Linked DNA regions of Rattus norvegicus: all the other regions are linked to region 1. Evidence: chromatin contacts called from public Hi-C data. All regions are on one chromosome and are shown on one strand. The core of a region is the stretch at or near the end of the contact, and the rest is flanking DNA. Distances in the headings are between cores, read along the strand shown.

Region 1 (2,623 bases), core at 91-2,590:
ACATATACATATATATCATATATACATACACACACACACACACACACACACACACACACACACACACACGCACACGTGACCCGCATTTGTGACCGGAATGACAGAGCACAGGCCCAGGAGACAGGTCTTTTATGCCCAGGGTTGTCAGTTCTACAAAGGTCTTGAACTTGGGTATAGATGCTTCAACTCTGAGACTCTGAGTCCTAATGCTCCCTCTTTGCCTTGTAGGCACCAGGTCCTCCTGTGGCACAAAACATGTTCCAGGCCAACTTAGGTGCCTTGAGACCCTGTCTCAAAAGGCAACCAAATAACACAATAAAAAGGATATATAACATATGCAAATACATACTAAATTATAAGATTACAATTGGAGATTGCTGTCATTTTGCTACTCATACTTTTGAAATTTTCCTAATAAAAAAAGAAAAAAAAATGCATTGTGAAAATAACTATATTCACAGCCAAACCATGAAATGATTTCCAGAAAGCAAGGGGGGGAGCGTATCTATTTGTTCTTATAGACTAATTGATTAATTTTTTTCTTGCTTTTTGTTTGTTTGGGTTTTTGTTTGTTTGTTTGTTTTTGTCTTTTTTCTTTTTTTCGGAGCTGGGGACCGAACCCAGGGCCTTGCGCTTGCTAGGCAAGTGCTCTACCGCTGAGCTAAATCCCCAACCCCTGTTTGTTTGTTTTGTTTTGAGGTTTCTCTGCTCTCCTGGCTGTCCTGGAACTCACTCTGTAGATCAGGCTGACTTTGAACTCACAGAGATTGACCTGCCTCTACCTTCCAAGTGCTGGGCTTAAAGGCGTGCGCCAAAACCTCCTGGCTTGATGGCCAAAACCTTTTTTTCTCCATCCCCTTACTTGCTTGGGCATCAGGAGAGATTACCTTCCTGTGAGACCTACAAGATGAGACCCCGCCTCAAAATTGTCTGCATGTACTTTCCAGACCTTAATAATCCCTTTAATAAACTCTTAACTCCCCGAGTCCTTCTCAGTATCTCTTTTGAACCCTCATCCGCGACTTTTCACAGGAGTTGTGAAGAAATAGCGGGGTCAGGGACTTCAAGGGTCCTTTCAGCCTAGCAGTACTGGGAGGCACAGCCCCAGATTGTGAGTGGGGGAGGGGGAAATGTTAATGGATGTGAAGCAGGCAGGGACTTTTGTAAGGCGTAGGGTAGGATAATCCAGAACTTCAGGTCTTGAGTGTTTCCTCTTTCTGCAGAGTTGTAGCCTTGGGGCCAGCAGCTGTTCCAGCACTTGCCCTCATCCAAGTTGGCGCCGGCCGCTTCTCTAGAGAACATGTGACCCTCCAAAGTCCCGCCTCCGCCTTGCCCCAGAGAGCGAGGCTAAAAGGCCCAGCCGCTGGACGGCGGGCATCCCGGCCAGCATGTCCCCAAGACGGAGTGTGTGTTGGTTCGTACTGGGCCAGCTGCTGTGCAGCTGCGCGCTGGCGCTGCAGGGCGGGATGCTGTTCCCGAAGGAGACCCCTTCGCGGGAACTCAAGGTGCTGGACGGCCTGTGGAGCTTCCGTGCCGATTACTCGAACAATCGGTTGCAGGGCTTCGAGAAGCAGTGGTACCGGCAGCCGCTACGGGAGGTGAGCGCTCCTCCGGACCCGGGGTCTGGAAGCTTTCAGAAGCGAGGGCATGGGCGGAGAGGTGCCTGTACCTGGAGATCCCCTAGTGCTCACCTAGAGGAGGTTAATATGGGTTTGCAGGCTGGGGAGGGGAGCGGCCAGAGCAGGAAGTGAGACCTGGCATGCCTCAAAACCGCTTGAACTCCAGGGCTTCTGCTAGTCAGGCACTAACCCAGGCAGTGGATTTTTTTTTTTTTTAAAGCTTTTCATTTTACTTCACAGTGCTGGGGGTTGAACCCAGGGCCCTGTGAGTGCTTGTCATTAATGAGCCTTTTGTTTATGTTTGGAAGCTGTGTCTCATTCTATAACCCAGGCTGGCCCGAACCTCCAGCTCCTGCCTTCCTGGAAGTTCTCATGCCAGCTAAAGTGTTGGAGGGGATGTTTGTGCACGTGCCTCCAGCAAGCTCTTTCCCATCTAGTGAGACGCAGAGCCCTAGGAGATGCTACCCACCACAGAGATTTGGGGGTGGCTATAGAGGGGAGGGGAGCCAGTATGCCAGCGGAACGTTGCTCAACCAAAGCCAAAAGGACCTTGGGGTTGTAAGATTCAGATAGAGGACATGACTTTGCACACAGCTAGCAGAGGACCCCTTCCGCGCTCTCCCTTCCTACCTAGGTAGGCTTGGCGCAGAAGCAGGTTGAAGCAAACCTGTGTGCTCACAGCTTCCGCCTCTCTCCGATTCATTCATTCATTCATCCTACCTTGCTCGGTTCCTCTTTCCCTATTTTGCTCTCTCCTCTCCTTCCTGGTCTCTCTCTTCGTTTAAAATTTGTAACCTTTATGTATTTGTGTGCGCGTATGTGGGCACCCATGTGCTATGCAGTGCATGTGGAGGTGAGAGGATAACTTGTTGGAGTCTGGTCTCTCCTAGGTCCCAGGGGTATAATTCAAGTCATCAGGCTTGGTGGCTAGTGTCTTTTAGCCCACTGAGTCTTCTCACCAGTGCGTTCTCTCTCTCTCTCTCTCTCTCTCTCTCTCTCTCTCT
Region 2 (2,623 bases), core at 75-2,574, 190 kb before region 1:
TAAGAAACGGAGCTAATTCAGGAGGTAACCAGGGGCTCAGCCAAACCAAGAGGTGTCTGTACCAGTGCAGTTGGAAGATTTCACAGGCGACAATGTGCATGGATTCAAGGAGGGGATGCCACAGCAGCGTACAATGAACTCTGTGTAGGAATGCAAGGACCGCCAGAGTTGTGTGACTTTGGTACTACCCAAGATTGGGAAAATGACGACAATGAATGCAGGAGAGAGGGGTAAAGAGCGCCCATTCTTTTTTTTTTAAATATTAGCCGTTTAGGTCATTTTTTAAAAAGATTTATTTATGATATATAAGTTGCTGTCTTCAAACACACCAGAAGAGGGCATCAGATCTCATTATAGATCATTGTGAGCCACCATGTGGTTGCTGGGATTTGAACTCAGCACCTCTGGAAGAGCAGTCGATGCCCCTAACTGCTGAGCCATCTCTCCAGCCCAAGAGTACCCATTCTTAAGTAGCCATGCAAGCCGCGATATTACCAGGTGATTTGAGTATAGCATTTCATTCGCGTCTGAGGAAAGAAGCCCAGATGAGATTATAAACCTGGATCAATAGACGTACAAACGGGATATGTATTAGTCAGGGTTCTCTAGAGCACAGAACTTAGAGAAGGTCTCTCCATACTAAGGGAATTTATTGTCCTCCAACTATGGGCAGCTGTGGATGGGAAGTCCCAGAGTCTAGCAGTCGCTCAGTCCATGAGGCTGGTTGTTTCAGCTGCTCTTCTGTAGGAGCTGGGATCCTGAAGAAGTAGGTTCCAGAAGATGTGCTGGCAAGTAAGTGCAAGCAGAAGAGTGAGCCTTCCTTCCTCCATTGTAGGCCTCCAGCAGAAGGTGTGGCCCAGATTAAAGGTGTGTACCACCACCCCTGGATCTGGAACTTACTTGTCCCCCGATGACTTGAACTCAGAGGTCTCCTTGCCTCAGTGTCTTGGGATTAAAGACGTGTACTACACTTTTCATAGCCACTATGCCTCAAGACCTCCATGCCAAGATCCAGGTCAGAAACTTGTGTCTTCCAGCCCCAAGATCTGGATCACAGGTGTGCCCTCTGATTAAGGATGGTAGCTCATTTGAGATAGTCAAGTTGACAACCAGGGATAGCCATTACAGGAGAGTTATTAATGGAATGTCTCTCAGTTTCAAATTCACCTTTCATTGCTTTTTTTTGGGAGGGGAATCAATGGAAACAGAGACCTTTCAATTTTTTAAGAAGCGATACTTCTCTTTGTCGGTAGTGGGCGCTGGTGAGTCATGGAGCAGACAGGCATTTGCATTCCGGGTTGTGCTGGGTCCAACCCCAATGTGTGTTGAGTTTAACGGGAACTGCTCTGTGTTGGTTTACACTGCAGTGGCCCCAAGCAAGCATTTGGAGACTTCCCTGCCACTCTGCGAGTCAAGAAGAACTGGACCTCAATGTTGGACAGAGAAAGGAATTCTTCCTTTGGCCTTTATCCTAATTCTAAACTAAGGCTTCTTGAACGACACTTTTTTTTTTTTTTTTTTGGTTCTTTTTTTCCGGAGCTGGGGACCGAACCCAGGGCCTTGCGCTTCCTAGGTAAGCGCTCTACCACTGAGCTAAATCCCCAGCCCTAAACTAAGGCTTCTTAATTTTTTTTTTTTACTCCTGACCACTAGGGGTAGAGCTTGACATTTTCTATAACTGGGTATATGGATAGATAAAATAGGTTCACGAGCCAAACAGTTACTAGAAATAAATCACAGGGGGCTGGAGAGACGGCTCAGCGGTTAAGAGCACCGACTGCTCTTCCAGAGGTCCTGAGTTCAAATCCCAGCAACCACATGGTGGCTCACAACCATCTGTAATGGGATCCGATGCCCTCTTCTGGTGTGTCAGAAGACAGCTACAGTGTACTCATATACAAAATAAATAAATAAATCTTAAAAAAAAAAAGAAATAAATCACAAAAGAATTGAGAATAATTCTTTAGCATGTGATATGTATGTGTGTGTATGTATATGTATATATATAGGTATACAAATATATGCACAAATGTGCACACATATATGTATGTGTATATAATATATATACATGTGCATTATATGCACACACACATATATAATTTTACCATTTATAAAAGGTGAAGACAAGGGGCTGGAGAGATGGCTCAGCGGTTAAGAGCACCGACTGCTCTTCCAGAGGTCATGAGTTCAAATCCCAGCAACCACATGGTGGCTCACAACCATCTGTAATGGAATTCGATGCCCTCTTCTGGTGTGTCAGAAGACAGCTACAGTGTACTCATATACAAAATAAATAAATAAATCTTAAAAAAAAAAGAAATAAATCACAAAAGAATTGAAAATAATTCTTTAGCATGTGATATGTATGTGTGTATGTATATGTATATATATAGGTATACAAATATATGCACAAATGTGCACACATATATGTATGTGTATATAATATATATACATGTGCATTATATGCACACACACATATATAATTTTACCATTTATAAAAGGTGAAGACAAGGGGCTGGAGAGATGGCTCAGCGGTTAAGAGCACTGACTGCTCTTCCAGAGGTCATGAGTTCAAATCCCAGCAACCACATGGTGGCTCACAACCATCTGTAATGAGATCCGA
Region 3 (2,623 bases), core at 62-2,561, 140 kb after region 1:
TGCTCTTTCAGAGGACCTGAGTTCAGTTTTCCATACTCCCATAGTGTCTCACAATAGTTATAACTCCAATTCTAGGGGATTGAATGCCCTCTCTGACATCTGAGCGTATAAGACAGGCACATACATACTCCCGGGAAAAGACTCAAACACATAAAATCTCAAAACATGGGGCTCATTCCTTAAGATAAACCGCTTTTCCAGAATTTGATCTCCAGCACCCACAGGTAGCTACAATCATCTCTAATTCCAGCTGCAGAGAGACCCAACACCTCTGGCTTAGGCAGGCACTAGTACTCGTGTGCACATACAGAGAGATATGCTGTGATGGTTTGTATGTGCTTGGCCCAGGGAGTGGCACTTTTTTTTTTTTTTTTTTTGGTTCTTTTTTTCGGAGCTGGGGACCGAACCCAGGGCCTTGCGTTTCCTAGGTAAGCGCTCTACCACTGAGCTAAATCCCCAGCCCCGGGAGTGGCACTTTTAAGAGGTGTGGCCCTGTTGGAATAGGTGTGTCACTGTGGGCATGGGCTTAAGACCTTTGCCCTAGCTGCCTGGAAGTCAGTCTTCCACTAGCAGCCTTCAGATGAAGATGTAGAACTCTCAGCTCCTCCTGCACCATGCCTGCCTGGATGCTGCCATGATCCCACCTTGATGATAATGGACTGAACCTCTGAACCTGTAAGCCAGCCCCAACTAAATGTCCTTACAAGAGTTGCTTTGGTCATGGTGTCTGTTGACAGCAGGAAAACCCTAGCCAAGGCATATGTACTTATATGTAATTAAAAGTTTGTTTTTTCTTTCTTTGTTTGTTTTGTTTTTCCAGGCCAGGTTTCTTTTCTTTTCTTTTTTTTTTTTTTTTTGGAGCTGGGGACCGAACCCAGGGCCTTGCGCTTGCTAGGCAAGCGCTCTACCACTGAGCCAAATCCCCAACCCCCCAGGCCAGGTTTCTATGTGTAACTTTCTGCCTGTCATGGAAATCACTCGGAACTCTAAAAATCTACCTGCCTCTGCCTCCACACTGGAGGCGCTTTCCTCAGCAAAAGCCATTTGCTTTGTCCCAATTCACGTGTGTTTCCCTCAGCCTCCGCCAGGTGTCACCCCTGATGTAGTTTTGCCCCAGGCCTATCCCTCCTGGACCTTGGCCTGCATCCCAGGTTTGCAGTTGTGATTTATTTTTGGCAGACCGGCCTTCCATCACCAAGTACCAAAGTCCCAGAAGAGGAGCAAGATAGCAACTCTAACAAGTGTCTGCTCAGGACACAGCTTCAATCCTCTGTGACAGTCCGCTGTCTCCCAAGGGCTCCAGGAGCTTTGGAATTCCTGTCACTTCCATTCAAGAGCCTACAAGAACCTAACTGTAAGTAGCCAGGCAGCAGTCGGGGAGCAATAGGGTTATGAGGCAAAAACAAGACCCCTTCCCCAGGTCCGTTTGACCCATTTCTCCTCAGACCTGGGAGAGCACAGATTCTCAGAACACCTGTTGGGCAGTTATCTACAGATCATGCATGTGGCTGTGTCCTCTGACTAGCTTTCTGGGATATCGAATTCCAAAACGTTGGACCATCTACTCATATTTAGAACTCCCTCACACCTCCAGGGAGTCTTGGAACAAGCGTAAGGGGCTAATGGAGCGGTCAATAAAGATCCATGGTTGGCTCTAGTCGGGCCTGAAAAACAGGGAGATCGACACACGTATATTCTCAGGAAAGGTGAACACAGCCAGATTTCGACCAGCCTGGCTCAGGATGGCATCCTGGTAGGGGCCAAGAATTGCTCTGTACCCACGCAAGGGGTCTGGTGTGGCTGGATAATGGGTGAGGGTCATACACGCCCATCTTGGGATTTTAGAATGGGCTCTCAGCAAACAGGCATGTTTTTTAACGGATACTAACAGGTTCGGGCTCTGCTGGCTGTTGATACGGTCAGTAAACAGGCCTGGTTCCTCCTATTGGCAAAGGAGACAGTTGTTATTCTAAACCTCCCTCTGGTAACCAGGCACCCAGTCGCTGGACACCAGGCCTCCTGCAAAGGCCAGCTTGAGGCAGTCAGAACTGCTGCTTGGCTGCTCAGCAGACTGGGTCCCTTGGGAGACCAGGCTTTCTTGGAAGTGGAGAAGAAGCATGTGCCCTTCGCCTGCTTGCCTCTTCTTATTGCTGGGTGATTTTTCTGCCTTTCTCAAACCCTGGGTCTGAAGCAGGAGTTCAATTTCCTGGCAGGAGCCTCTATGTTTCTGGAACAAGATGGGTCAGCTTAGCTTCTCCACGTCCAAACCGGAGCACGCTGACTCTGACCTGGCTTTGGGCTGAGGGTGTAACTCAGCCCAGTCCATAGCAGAGTGCTTGCTTAACATACTCAATACCCTGGGTTCTATCCCTAGCACCTAAAAATGAAATTAAAAGGGGAGCCAGAGAGATGGCTCAGTGGTTAAGAACCCTGGCTGCTCTTCCAGAGGACGTGGGTTCACTTCCCAGCCATGACGCAGCAACTCATTGCTCTCTTCCTCTCCAGTTCCAGGGGATGCGATACCCTCACCCAGGCGTACATGCAGGCACATAAAATTAAATTATCTTTTTAAATAAAATTGAAAGAAGAATAACTGACTCATGCCAGGCACAGAGAACCATGC

The links. A called contact is a pair of places that touch in the nucleus more often than the background predicts.
Region 2: a contact with region 1 is called in a Hi-C map of liver, with 2.7 times the contacts expected there. The contact joins the enhancer-like site here to the promoter of Gusb in region 1. A contact is called at or near these places in 5 of 12 Hi-C or Micro-C datasets (Schwann cells, hepatocytes, kidney and 2 more).
Region 3: a contact with region 1 is called in a Hi-C map of frontal cortex, with 1.9 times the contacts expected there. The contact joins the promoter of Phkg1 here to the promoter of Gusb in region 1. A contact is called at or near these places in 2 of 12 Hi-C or Micro-C datasets (Schwann cells and frontal cortex).

The regions. Positions count from the first base shown.
Region 1 is chr12:32,335,967-32,338,589 of GRCr8, forward strand. Gusb (glucuronidase, beta) reads left to right here and starts at 1,341. Exons shown (of 12, transcript NM_017015.3): 1 at 1,341-1,598. The coding sequence starts at 1,389.
Region 2 is chr12:32,146,582-32,149,204 of GRCr8, forward strand. No RefSeq gene overlaps it. Among named protein-coding and RNA genes, the nearest start is that of Kctd7, 20 kb to the right of the region's middle. Within about 2 kb of position 1,325, at least 1 of the 93 cell types and tissues checked has an H3K27ac peak or open chromatin away from gene starts, as enhancers often do. A contact at or near this core is called in liver, where this site is marked.
Region 3 is chr12:32,473,766-32,476,388 of GRCr8, forward strand. It overlaps Phkg1 (phosphorylase kinase catalytic subunit gamma 1), which reads left to right and starts at 1,312. Exons shown (of 10, transcript NM_031573.2): 1 at 1,312-1,354.